Regions from separate parts of the Mus musculus genome. Here region 1 is linked to region 2. Evidence: chromatin contacts called from public promoter capture Hi-C data. All regions are on one chromosome and are shown on one strand. Each heading gives the region's core, a stretch centred on a gene start, on an enhancer-like site or on the middle of the called end of the contact. The rest is flanking DNA. Distances are from core to core; before and after follow the strand shown.

Region 1 (6,490 bases), core at 128-2,627, 1.5 Mb after region 2:
AACCCACTCATCTGTAACTGCCCATCAACCTTATGTAAAAGCCACCCGTAAATCAGCTATGAGACAAGAAGGGCTTTGGAGCAAAAATCTCCATTTCTTCTTCCTGAACCAGTCGGTCAGCATGTCCACTGGACCGGCCTGATCTGAGGCGAATGGCTTGTGTTAGCTTTAGAGAGCTGAGACGGGGAGGTCGCAGCCTCTGTTAGCCTGTGTCCTCTGCTGAAGGAGAGGCCTGAGGATCCTGATACGCAGCCTTCCAGTGATGCCCAGAGCTGGTGGGAGACCAGACCTGAAGAGAGCAGAGCTGCTGAACCTTCGCTGAAGTCCCGGCGACAGGGGTCACTCCTCAGCTGGACTCTTAGTCGCTGTTTACAAATCCCAGGTTGCCCCCCCCCCCACCCAGTGCAGAACCTTTATCTGACAAGAGCCTTGGGGAAATAACACTCACAGCTTATTTTCTTAAGCTGTCATGCATGCTCAACTACTGCACTAACAGGGATGAGCCGTGCCTAGGATCCAGGATCTATTGTCTTAGTTTTTCTAAATTTAAGACTATCACTGAGAGTAAAGTAACCAAGGACCAGTCCCTTCAGGGTCCCTGGGTGGAGGGAGATTGAAGTTTCTTCTTGCGGATTGGCCGGCGTGAGAAATGCCTCGTCTAACACCACAAGATTTGAAATAGCCACGAGAGGATGGATAGAGAGATGTCCAACTCCAGGAAGCGTGAAACCCGGGAACTTCAGAGTTCCAGGTCCCCCGAGTTGGCTGGCGGAGGGTGAAGTTCATTTTTTCCGTTTCTCACCACCCCTTTCCCAGCCTCCGGTCTCTAGTCTGAGTAAGAAGGGACCGGCGAGCGGACCCCGCTGACCTCCCCACACCCACACAGCCTAGGTCAGCGTGGTGATGCTCGGTGCTCAGCGTACCTGTCGCGCAGGTGGCCATAGCGCAGCCCCATGGCAGTGCACTCTGCCTCGCTCACCGACAACCCCTTGCAGGACTTGATTGGGTAGATCCAGAGCTGTGCCACCGTTCCCACTTGCTGTAGCCGCCGGCGTCGCCGGGGACGCGCACGACGCCAGGCCACTGTCCCCAGGGCCACCGCGGCCAGTCCCAGCGCGGCGACGCCGAGCCAGGTGGACCGCGGCTGGCCCGGGACCCGAAACGCGGAGAAGCCGAAGAGGGTCAGCGCCCAGGACCCCGCACCCATGACTGGAGAGGGCGGGATGAGCGCTTGATACACCTCCGGCGCCGACTGGACCAAGAGCTACTGTGGCCAGCGGCCTGGGCCTGAGCCCAAAGGTCAGCAGCTCCTGACCCTTCCCCTCCAATCCAAATTGTGCATCTTCATTCGGCCTGGGCGGGAGGTGGTGGCTCAGCTGTGGAATCTCACCGCCTGCCCCTACTTTCCGCTGCCTTCCCCCCCTTCGGTCCCTCCCTCCCTCCCTCCCCTTCCCTCCCTCGCTGACCCTCTCCCAGGATCAATCAGTGCAGAGCAGCTTATTTACATGTTTGCAGAGTTGTTTATTTGACCTAAAACACACAACGTTTGCAGAACGTGGCGTGATTTTGAAATTAGAAACCAGGCTGCGGGCAGCCGCCCCTCTGGGGTCTGTGGGGAGCAGTTTGGCAGCAGCCAGGGTGCTTCCAACCAGCTGGGATATGAAGGGAAAAGATCTGACCAGCCTTGAGGATCTACAGGGCCAATCCTGGGCTGCAGCTATTCGTAGACACCCGCCCCCCGCACCCCCCACCCACACGCCCCTCTTTTCCCTGCGTCCTAATGTGGACTTGCACTGCCAGGTATCTCTTCCGAAGGCTACCGCATCTTGAACAACAAAGACAAGACCATCAAGGTACCTTGGGCGCCTTAGGCACCTGTTTGGTGTGTCAAGCTGCTAAAATGTCATATTTATTCAAGACTGTTCTAACCAGAGCATTTTCTCTACTAAGTTAAGGCAGAGAGACTGGACTTTGTACTGAAACAAGGGCTGGGGATTTTACAGCCAAGGGGCAGTGCGGGGATGAACCTGGCTGCAGGAATAAAGATTTCTCTGAAGAGAAGCTTGTGCCCTTCCCTCTAGCCAACAGACTCTTGAAACAGTGGACCAAGAAACTGGGACTCCCCCGACTTCACCCCATCCCAAGTCTCAAGGTGAGAGAAGGAGATGGCTGGGAGCCATCAATCAATCGGAGGGAGAGCCTGCCTCCCAGAGGGAGATTCCACAGAGTTCTGACAAAGCCTCAGACCGCCTGAAACACGGGAGGGTCTGATGGGTAGGATCACACTTTGACCAGAATAGTTCTGCTGATGGGCAGCATCCTAAAGCAGAGGGGGCAGTCCCCAAAACTCGATGTTCACGTGGAAATGCAAGAATGAGGTATCATGGAGGCCAGCCGAGGCCAGGCAATGTGCTGCCGGCTGAGTTGGACGCCCTGTAGAGGTGCCCTGTAGAGAGGCCACTGTGTGGAGAGTGGGAGAAGCAAGCAGAACGCTAGCACACACTGGCCTCAGCTAGCTGGGCGACTCACTTCCCTGGGTTTGGGCATGAAATGTCACCCTCTAGCTTGCATGTCCCCCCGGCTGGTGGCGCTATCTGGGGAGGCTGAAGTAAATGATGAGGTGTAGCCTAGCTGGGGAGGAAGGAAGTCTCCTGAGGGCTGGCCCCTTCCTGACCATCTGCTTCCTTCCCTTGGCTTGTCAGGTAAAATTGACTCAGGATACAGCTTCATATCCCACATTTACCTCACAGCCTGCTGGAAGCCAAGGGCCCAGGACCCAGCGAAGGAGAAGACGGAAGGAGCAACAGCTGTCCCCCATGGATGATATGTCTTTTGACATCATCAGCTATATGCCTTAGACCAGCCGTTCTCAACCTTCCTAATACGGCTCCTCATGTGGTGGCGACCCCCAACCATAAAATTCTTTTCACTGCTACTTCATACCTGTAATAGTGCTACTGTTAGGAATCGTATCGTAAATACCTGATAGGCAGGATATCTGATATGTGGCCCCTGTGGAAGGATCGTGACCCACAGGTTGAGAAGTGCCCTGTACACACCAGTGACCAATTAAGGCTTAGAACCCAGGGAAGACACGTGGTGATCTTGTAAAATGAGTAAGAAGCAAAAGTCACAGAGGAAGTAGGAGAGACTCGCACTTATTAATGACAATGGAACCACACAGCTGTAAGAGAGCTAACTCGGCTCCATGTTAACTTAGTGTTTGTACTGTTACTGCAAGCTAGTGCATCATCCTGTGCTACCGTGAGCCTTTAAGACTGAGTTCATGGTTTCTCCTTGTTCCTTCTTCCGAAGGAAGATTCCATTCCTTTAAGGTCCACTCTCTTGTAGAATTGGAAGAATTCACAATTATAGATAAGTTCTACCTGTCTTGATAGGAACAGAATGAAATGTAAAGCCACAGTCTATGAACAAAATAACCCCATGACCTCTGAAGTCATTTCTGTATGTAAGCATACTTCTATAACAGCAAGGTAAACAATAATGAAACCAAACTCAGCAGGGCTCAACAGCCAGGCCAAGACCGGCCAACAGGCTTTCGTGAGCATGCGAGCACATCAGATATGTGCACATTCCCTGCACATTCAGGGCAAGAGGGCTCCTTTTCTTACCTTTCTCAAGCGACAGACCTACTGAAAAGTATAAACATTTTTTAAAAGTGGCAGCTTTCGAGCTGTGTCTTTAAACTTCAGCAATCGTAGAGGCAGGAATGAGAAAAACGTAATAGCGGGTGTAGCATTCAGAATAATTGCAGACAAATTCCATTTATTTTTCTAAAAACCTCATTATCTAAAATTTATACAGCCTCACATTCCTAAACCACCTCTGGCACTTTTCTTGAATTAAGTCAAGGCGTACACAGCTCCGAAAGAAAAATAGAGATCCGGTTCCAGGAAGATGGCCATGAGGACTCGCAGATATGTCTCCTCGGACCTGGAAGCTGAACAAATAAGATTCTCTATTACTTTGCTACTCAGACCTTCAGTCATAAATAATTCAAACTTGAGCAAAATAGTCACTGATTGAAGTTAAAATTTGAGGAACGTAAATGATTAGCTGCCAAAGTTCCCACCACAGAAATGGTCGCTTGTGAAAAATCGACTCCTATCAGAGCCCTAAGGAGACGTCTTACTCGATACTGTTGGCTGTTGACCACACTACACTTTGTGCCCACAAAGGCTCACATGTAGAGGTATGAGAAGTAATGTGACCCCTGAGAGGTTATTTCCTCACACCTTGGTGAGCACAGCGGGATGCTGGTGAGCACAGCAGGATGCTGGTGAGCACAGCAGGAGTGAGCACAGCAGGAGTGAGCACAGCAGGATGCTGGTGAGTACAGCAGGATGCTGGTGAGTACAGCAGGATGCTGGTGAGTACAGCAAGAGTGAGCACAGCAGGATGCTGGTGAGTACAGCAGGATGCTGGTGAGCACAACAAGAGTGAGCACAGCAGGATGCTGGTGAGCACAGCAAGAGTGAGCACAGCAGGATGCTGGTGAGCACAGCAGGAGTGAGCACAGCAGGATGCTGGTGAGCACAGCAGGAGTGAGCACAGCAGGAGTGAGCACAGCAGGATGCTGGTGAGCACAGCAGGAGTGAGCACAGCAGGATGCTGGTGAGCACAGCAGGAGTGAGCACAGCAGGATGCTGGTGAGCACAGCAGGAGTGAGCACAGCAGGATGCTGGTGAGCACAGCAGGAGTGAGCACAGCAGGATGCTGGTGAGCACAGCAAGAGTGAGCACAGCAGGATGCTGGTGAGCACAGCAGGATGCTGGTGAGCACAGCAGGAGTGAGCACAGCAGGATGCTGGTGAGCACAGCAAGAGTGAGCACAGCAGGATGCTGGTGAGCACAGCAGGAGTGAGCACAGCAGGATGCTGGTGAGCACAGCAGGAGTGAGCACAGCAGGATGCTGGTGAGTACAGCAAGAGTGAGCACAGCAGGAGTGAGCACAGCAGGATGCTGGTGAGTACAGCAAGAGTGAGCACAGCAGGAGTGAGCATAGCAGGATGCTGGTGAGCACAGCAAGAGTGAGCACAGCAGGATGCTGGTGAGCACAGCAAGAGTGAGCACAGCAGGATGCTGGTGAGCACAGCAGGAGTGAGCACAGCAGGATGCTGGTGAGCACAGCAGGAGTGAGCACAGCAGGATGCTGGTGAGCACAGCAGGAGTGAGCACAGCAGGATGCTAGTGAACACAGCAGGAGTTAGTACAGCAGGAGTGAGCACAGCAGGATGCTGGTGAACACAGCAAGAGTGAGCACAGCAGGAGTGAGCACAGCAGGAGTGAGTACAGCAGGAGTGAGCACAGCAGGAGTGAGCACAGCAGGAGTGAGCACAGCAGGAGTGAGTACAGCAGGATGCTGGTGAGCACAGCAGGAGTGAGCACAGCAGGAGTGAGCACAGCAGGAGTGAGTACAGCAGGATGCTGGTGAGCACAGCAGGAGTGAGCACAGCAGGATGCTAGTGAACACAGCAGGAGTGAGCACAGCAGGAGTGAACACAGCAGGAGTGAGTACAGCAGGAGTGAGCACAGCAGGAGTGAGCACAGCAGGAGTGAGCACAGCAGGAGTGAGTACAGCAGGATGCTGGTGAGCACAGCAGGAGTGAGCACAGCAGGAGTGAGCACAGCAGGAGTGAGTACAGCAGGATGCTGGTGAGCACAGCAGGAGTGAGCACAGCAGGATGCTAGTGAACACAGCAGGAGTGAGCACAGCAGGAGTGAGTACAGCAGGATGCTGGTGAACACAGCAAGAGTGAGCACAGCAGGAGTGAGCACAGCAGGAGTGAGCACAGCAGGAGTGAGTACAGCAGGATGCTGGTGAGCACGGCGGGAGCCTGGTAAGGCCTGTGCCTCTCTAGACTGTGTCTCCTCAGCTCCACAATGCTAGGTCAGTTGGCGACAGGAGCAGTACTTCTTAGGTCTAGGCATCTGTTATCCCTCCCTCCACACAGGAACACACAGGATGGGGAGAGATTATTTTCGAGTCTTTGAAACTCAAGGCCTCCTGGAAAGCCGGGAGCAAATGGAAGCTGCCTGCGTGGTCTACAGAAGTATGGTCCGTCATGCTTTCTTACTGCAGATGGGATGTGAATACTAGGTCGATCACCAGGTGATCACCGTGCCTGTGCTCAGTCACCCAGAGCTGGGACAGCAGGGGGAAGTCGAATTGGAGCTGTCATTTCCTCTCTAGTATCTTCTACACCTCGTCAAACCCAAGACAGAGCAATTAAAAAACACATCAATTTTGAAACACAAGGATTTTATTTATTTTTTTCCCTTTTTGGTGTTCGTTTTTGTTCTTTGAATCGTGTCTTTTCATGTAGCACTGGCTGTCCTGAAACTCACTATGTAGACCAGGCTAGCCTTAAACTCACACAGACCCACATCACTCTGCTTCTCAAGCATAGGGATAAAGGTGCGAATTATCACATCTGGCTATTTAAAATGTTTTAAATCACATTTACTGA
Region 2 (6,337 bases), core at 1,448-3,947:
CTTGTCCTCTGTGTACCACAGGCTGCCGACAGCTGTTGACTCTGTAGAAAATACTAGTTTCAGTTCTTTGTAACAATGGTGTTCTGCATTCACCAGACAATCATTGGTTTGGGAGCTGCTGCTTCTTCTTCTTTTTTTTTTTTTTTTGGTAATTTTTTAAAATTAAAGTATTTATTTACATTTACATTCCAAAAGGTGCCCTCCTTCGTTGTCCCCCGAGTTCTTCACCCCACCCCACCCCCACCTCTGAGAGGGTGTTCCCCTCTCTGCCACTTGTTAATTCAGAAGGCTCCTAGGGAGCCTAAGGTTGGAGGGAAGACCTGGTAGTTCACAGCTGACTTAGAGAAGGCTTTTCTGCCACCTAATGGGCATTTGAAAACATGCCATACAGAATTCATCTTATTGAACATTGTGCCTGTCTTACAGCTTAAAACTGATTTTTGAACATCAATATTTCTCTTTACACCAATTCCTAGGTCAAATACTTCATGTACCAAACTTTTTAACCCTTTCAATTCTTCTGAAGATCTTTTCTTGTTTCTTAAAAACCTGACTCTTAGGTGATCAAGGGTGCTCCCAGATACACAATGTAATCAGCCGGCCCTATCCTGTGTTCAGCTGCCTTTTTTTTTTTTTTTTTAAGATTTATTTTTTTTTATTATTATATGTAAGTACACTGTAGCTGTCCTCAGACACTCCAGAAGAGGGAGTCAGATCTCATTACGGATGGCTGTGAGCCACTATGTGGTTGCTGGGATTCGAACTCCGGACCTTTGGAAGAGCAGTCGGGTGCTCTTACCCACTGAGCCATCTCACCAGCCCTCCAGCTGCCTTTTCATTATCCCCTTTGGCTCTGTGGCTTAAATACTGTCTAAACTCAGATGACTGTGGGGTTTATGTATTCCACATCAGGCTTTTGCTTTGGCTATATTTCACAGAGCCACCTCCTTGCCATCTTTTCTTGGATGTCTCAATCCTGGTTAGACTGAATCAACACACACATACATACACACACACACCACATAACACAATCTACCCTGCTTGTCTTGCTATCTCAATATATGACAATTCTATCCCTATAGTATTGGCCATTCTTGATTCTTTAACCAAACCTCATATTAGATATATCAAGAAATTATCTTGTATATTTCCAGAACACTAAGAATTTCTGCCATTCAACTGTCCCACCCTGGTCTACACACCTGTATTATTTGTAAAGGTCTCCTTAGGCTTCCTATATAGTCTAGACTTAAAACAGCAACAACAACAACAAGCAGCCAAAGTTGTTCAACTCTTTGGTCCTGTCACTCCTGTATAAACCTCTCTAGGGGATCACTCAAGTCAAAGCCTTACAATGTCAAACCTTACAATGGCTTCTGGGACTGTGGTCTGACCTCTTGTGCTTTTGTTATGGCAGTCTTGTTGGGGCATGACCTGGATGTTGTCTTGAAACCACAGCAAGTGTGATCACCTGCACTTTACCCTCACATGACTGACGTTCTCCTGCGGAGGGAGTGAGGATGGTCATTGAACTCCATGCCTGAGACTCCAGCCCCACCCCCATGCTCCTTGCCCACAGCTGCATGCAGTCCTGCCCTGGCTGCACATCCCAGGAGGTACAGGCTACATGGGTGGAAGGCTGACTGACCTGAGGACTCCGGTCCTCCTTAAACTGTATATTTTTCTTTCTTTCTGCTCCCTTGCTTTTCACAAATCTGCATCAAGAGTAAACTCTAGTAATCACACACCCAGCAGAGTAAATATCAGGTCACAGTGAAGACTCTCCTCCACCAAATCTTGATCTAACCTTTCAGTTTAGTCTCAGGCATGTCCTTAGGACAAGGGCAGAGAGCAACCACATGCTTTGCCAAAATCTCACGAGAACGCTTTCTATCCCAATTGCTAATATTCTTCTCTAAAACCTGAGTTAGACCTCCAGTCCCCATTATCCCCAGAACTACTGTCCTCTGAGCTCCTAACCTTTGCTCAGTGTCCAACTGATTTTATAGTTCAAAATAAGTCTTCCACATTCTTCAAAACAAACAACAAACATGGCTAGGTTTGTGTGAGCAGTAGCCCACTCTAGAGTCCTAACTTCTGGCTTATTTTTCTATTGATGTGACAAAACATCACAGCCAAAGGCAACTTATAGAAAACATATGAATTAGGCTTCCTGGTGGTTAATCTACATCATAGCAAACACATGGTAGAACGCTGGGGCAGGAGCTGAGAGCTCACATCTTGATTCAGTTTGAAGTCTGAAGCTTGTATCCAATGAAACACCGCCTCTAACAAGGCCATACCCCTTAATCCCAAAGTTTCACCAGCTGGGGACCAAATATCACATAAGTGAACCTATGGGGGCATTCTCATTCAAACCACAGCAGGTGATGTTTTTCCTAGTTTGCTGCTGTCATCTTCTGCCCAGTGACATTCGTGTCCTGATGTATGGCTGGAACTCAGCATTCACTTAATGAATCATGCGATTAAATTTAGTGAGTATGGAAGGAACTATGTAATGAATTACAAAATACAAACTTGCAAGTTTTTTCTGTTTTTAAACAATCTTAGTATTTTTCTTGTTATCTATAATCATTTCAGTTTATTTATACCAAGAAAGCTCATGCTGGCTTCTGACTTGAAGGAGGAAGGCATCTCACCAACAGTCTGTTACTACTCTCTTGGTACTTACCATCATGTTTGCAAATGGATTGGGTTACAACAGCAAAGAACCAGCATTGGGTAATTTACACAGGAACTATCCAACCCTTTCCAGCCTCCACTGTTCCCAATTCACGATGCTGTGTAGGGGTCTAACCTGTGCTGAGCACAACCTCATAGAAGGAACTGGAGCTGTGTGTGCACAGCAGTCAGTGAGAATGCACAACAGGGACAAATCCCGTGTAAGCCACCCACTGCCACTCCTCAGGACCACGGGTCACCTGGGATGATCTTGCACCTTTATCTTCAGTAGTAACGGTGTGCAGTTATGTGCCTGTTTCTGGGCATTTCCCAATGTTTACATCATGGTAGATAATGCATGTCATTGTCGGACACCCTGGAGGTGCCCAGCCCTGGCTAGCCACAGCTCACAGAATATGGTGTTGAACTGGTACAATGGGCTGGATGAGCTAATTAAAGCTGTGCTTTCCACATGAAGATGTGGTTAAGTCCCAGTACAAACACAAGCATAAACTAAGTGTGTCAAGGAAATTAACTCAGGAAGCAAAGAACAGACCCAACTGTCATTTAAAGTATAAGAATTTTTCCTGCACCAAATCTACTAGCAGATAATCACCACATAAATCCAGCGAACATGTAAGTAAAATGGCTTTTATTTTCATAAATAAAAAGATAAATCATATAAACACTGTACAGAAGTAGCTGTACAGGAGCTGTCCTCGCCTGGTATGAAACACATGCAACACCAATGTCCAGTGTCATCTCTGCACAGCCTGCCTGCCAGTGCTTTATAGTCAGCGTCCCCACAATCCCTGCTACTGCTTCGGAACCTCATGGTGCGCCCGGCGTATACGAGGCTTCTGGTGTTAGCTTTACAATCAACAAGACTGCTCATGCGATCACGTGAACATGGCCAATGATGGATTTCAACACCTGCATTTACTGCCTTTACAGAAGCGCCGGACATAGTATGTGTTTCCATTTCATGAACGGCAGTCGAGTCCACAGAAACCGCAGCGTGCCTACCTAGGTTAATGAGGGTTAGTACACAGAGCAAGTCCTACAGGCAGAGTATAAACAGGCAGCAGCAAGTACTAGTTAGTTTTGTCAGTAACTAGTTAGTTTTGTCAGTCACTGGCATTTAACAAGTGACTCTGTAGGAAGGGTGACAACGTAATAAAGTATTGTTTTCCTATAGGCAGCAAAATAAAACTTAATGCCCATTCAGTAGTTACTCCAAGTATTCTGAAAGCTACAGCTTAAATATTAGATACTGCAAGCTGTAACTCACATTTTAAATTATTTTTTAAAAAACCCTTAGTGATTATATGTAGCTTTTCAAAGGAGTATAAACTATGATATATGATTTATTGACTACTGTCTTGATTGACAGGTATAATCTCTTCATTCTTCATCATGAGATGTATATTCCTGTTTCAATACTTTATGCAGATTGATGTGTTTCTCACAGGGTGGCTAAAGGGATGCAGTGGTCTACGTATGTGCCTATACACTGTCTGGCACACAGTAAGTTCTCACATACATTATTATTCCTATTATGCGAAGCAATCTGTCACCTAGAAAAGGAAGTTAACACCCCAGGAGAGCAACCAAGCAGGATACACCCACATCTGTTACTTGGTAAAGTATCACACACCCATCATTCCCAGTGTGTGGGTATAAGCAAATCCTTTAAACACATAGTTTGTGTGTCTATATCCTAACCTCTGTCACTATGGCCTAACGCCAAGCCATTACTATAGGATACTGAAGAAAACCATGTTAAAAACACAGTGTCCACCAAAATCAGGGAACAAAGGCATTTTCTTAAAACTCTTCTAACAAAGGAATTACCAGTGTGAGTCAGGACAACCTATCTTGGTTGAGTTTACGAAGGCTTTCTTTACAACATGCAACATTTTAATTCTTCAAAACACACTACCATTCTCTTCCTCTCTCTACACAGAAGCACTAAATGCTAGTACAAAGCTTTACCCCTTAAGTAAAAAGTTCATTAGAAAAGGTACTTGTAAGAAAACCACCACTGTGTGGGTAGTGCGGGTGGAGAGAGCACGGCCCTCCGCTGCTGAGCCAGGCCGAGGGGCACAGACCCAGACTGCTGAATTTCACGTAACTTCCATATTCCTGAAGACACGATTTCCTAGTACAGGGAAAGAGCTTGGTCTGAGGTTTTCTGATTTTAACTGCGATTCTGTTTCCCCACCTAGACTAAGCTAGACTCGGATCTGACAATGTGGTGATGAAAGGTGAACCCATCTCTTTTCAAAACATCCTTCTGGTATCAAACAAGAAGAACAAACATTTCTGTGAAAGTAGAAAAACATGAACATGAAACTTACTATCTAGAGTTCAGAAAAGGTCCAATCCCCCACATATACTCATTAGAGGCATAAAAAACAACCCTTCCAAATGTTGTCCTGATTAAAAAAGCAGAGCCCAGAAGCAAAATCATGAAATGCCTCTATGTTAAAAATCAAGAATAAATAAATGAAAGGCCAAGTTGCTCTGAAGCTAACAATTATCCTGTGGGCTTCAGAGAAATCAGAAACGGCGAACTGAAGCCCCACAGTTTCTCTTGTGGACCAGCAGAGATTGCAGTGAGTGACAGACATTCTTATGAGACCGAGCACCCAGTGTCCTTCTGAGGTCTGATATCTGGTTCCTTTACAGGTTTCACGTCCTCTTCCGGTTTGGGTTTGACCTAAGGAGAAAGAAAACAAGGTAAATATGCAGGTGAAGTAGAGAAACCCCACAAAGGCCTGCCCGACTTCAGACGGTCAAGGCCGCACTGAGGCTGCCACCCATCCCAGGACCCAGAAGCTGCATCCCAGCAGGTGGGAACGTGGACTGTAGGTCCTTCCCTCGTCCAGCAGGTAATCCTTCCAGGAAGGAACAACTCAGTAATGGGCCCTAGCGTGTGGAGACAATGTATGGCAACACAAGCTGTCTTTAAAGGGACTATTGTGGGCTGGAGAGATGGCTCAGTAGCTAAGTGCACTGACTGCTCTTCCAGAGGTCCTGAGTTCAATTCCCAGCAACCACATGGTGACTCAAAACCATCTGTAATGGGATTCGATGTCCTCTTCTGGTGTGTCTGTAAACATCTACAGTGTACTCATACATATCAAATAAATAAATAAATAAATAAATAAATAAATCTTTAAAAAAAGATACTATTTTAGAAGCTTCACAGGGAACAAAGATGGCTACTTTAAGGAGTAGTTGTATGGGAGGAGAATGCCTAACATATACAATTTCAAGGTATACTAGGGCTGTAAAGCAACCCCCACCCTTTCTATCACAGATCTCTAGTCCTTTGGTAACGAAACCTAACCCTTCCCATGTGAGCTACCACACACTGAGAGCACCGCGGGAGCTCAGGTCTAAGTAAATGGGAAAGTGCTCTACTTTACTCCAGGGTGACTTAAGCTGAAGTGAAATCCAATCTTCAAGTGCCCAATGTCAGAAGGAGCATTGCTATATCAACATCAACACCAGGGCCTTTCCCACGCTCTTCTTAGAGAGAACACTGACTGACAAGTCTTGAAAACAAAACACTGTTGAAACACTGCGAGTGAAAACACAGAAAACCAGAGGACTGAAGGCAGAGGGCTACTTCTGAGAGCAGGCTAAG

The links. Promoter capture Hi-C pulls out the DNA fragments that hold promoters and counts their contacts.
Region 1: a contact with region 2 is called in a promoter capture Hi-C map of liver, with 6 times the contacts expected there. The contact joins the promoter of Mtarc1 here to the promoter of Fam177b in region 2. A contact is called at or near these places in 1 of 39 promoter capture datasets (liver) and 1 of 9 other capture datasets (pancreatic islet).

The regions. Positions count from the first base shown.
Region 1 is chr1:184,809,923-184,816,412 of GRCm38.p6, forward strand. Mtarc1 (mitochondrial amidoxime reducing component 1) reads right to left here and starts at 1,378. Exons shown (of 7, transcript NM_001290273.1): 1 at 924-1,378. The coding sequence starts at 1,207. It overlaps Mtarc2 (mitochondrial amidoxime reducing component 2), which reads right to left. Exons shown (of 8, transcript NM_133684.4): 8 at 3,144-3,961.
Region 2 is chr1:183,273,035-183,279,371 of GRCm38.p6, forward strand. Fam177b (protein FAM177B) reads right to left here and starts at 2,698. Exons shown (of 6, transcript XM_030244966.1): 1 at 2,693-2,698. The coding sequence starts at 2,698. It overlaps Brox (BRO1 domain and CAAX motif containing), which reads right to left. Exons shown (of 14, transcript NM_027861.4): 14 at 3,318-5,404. The coding sequence ends at 5,318.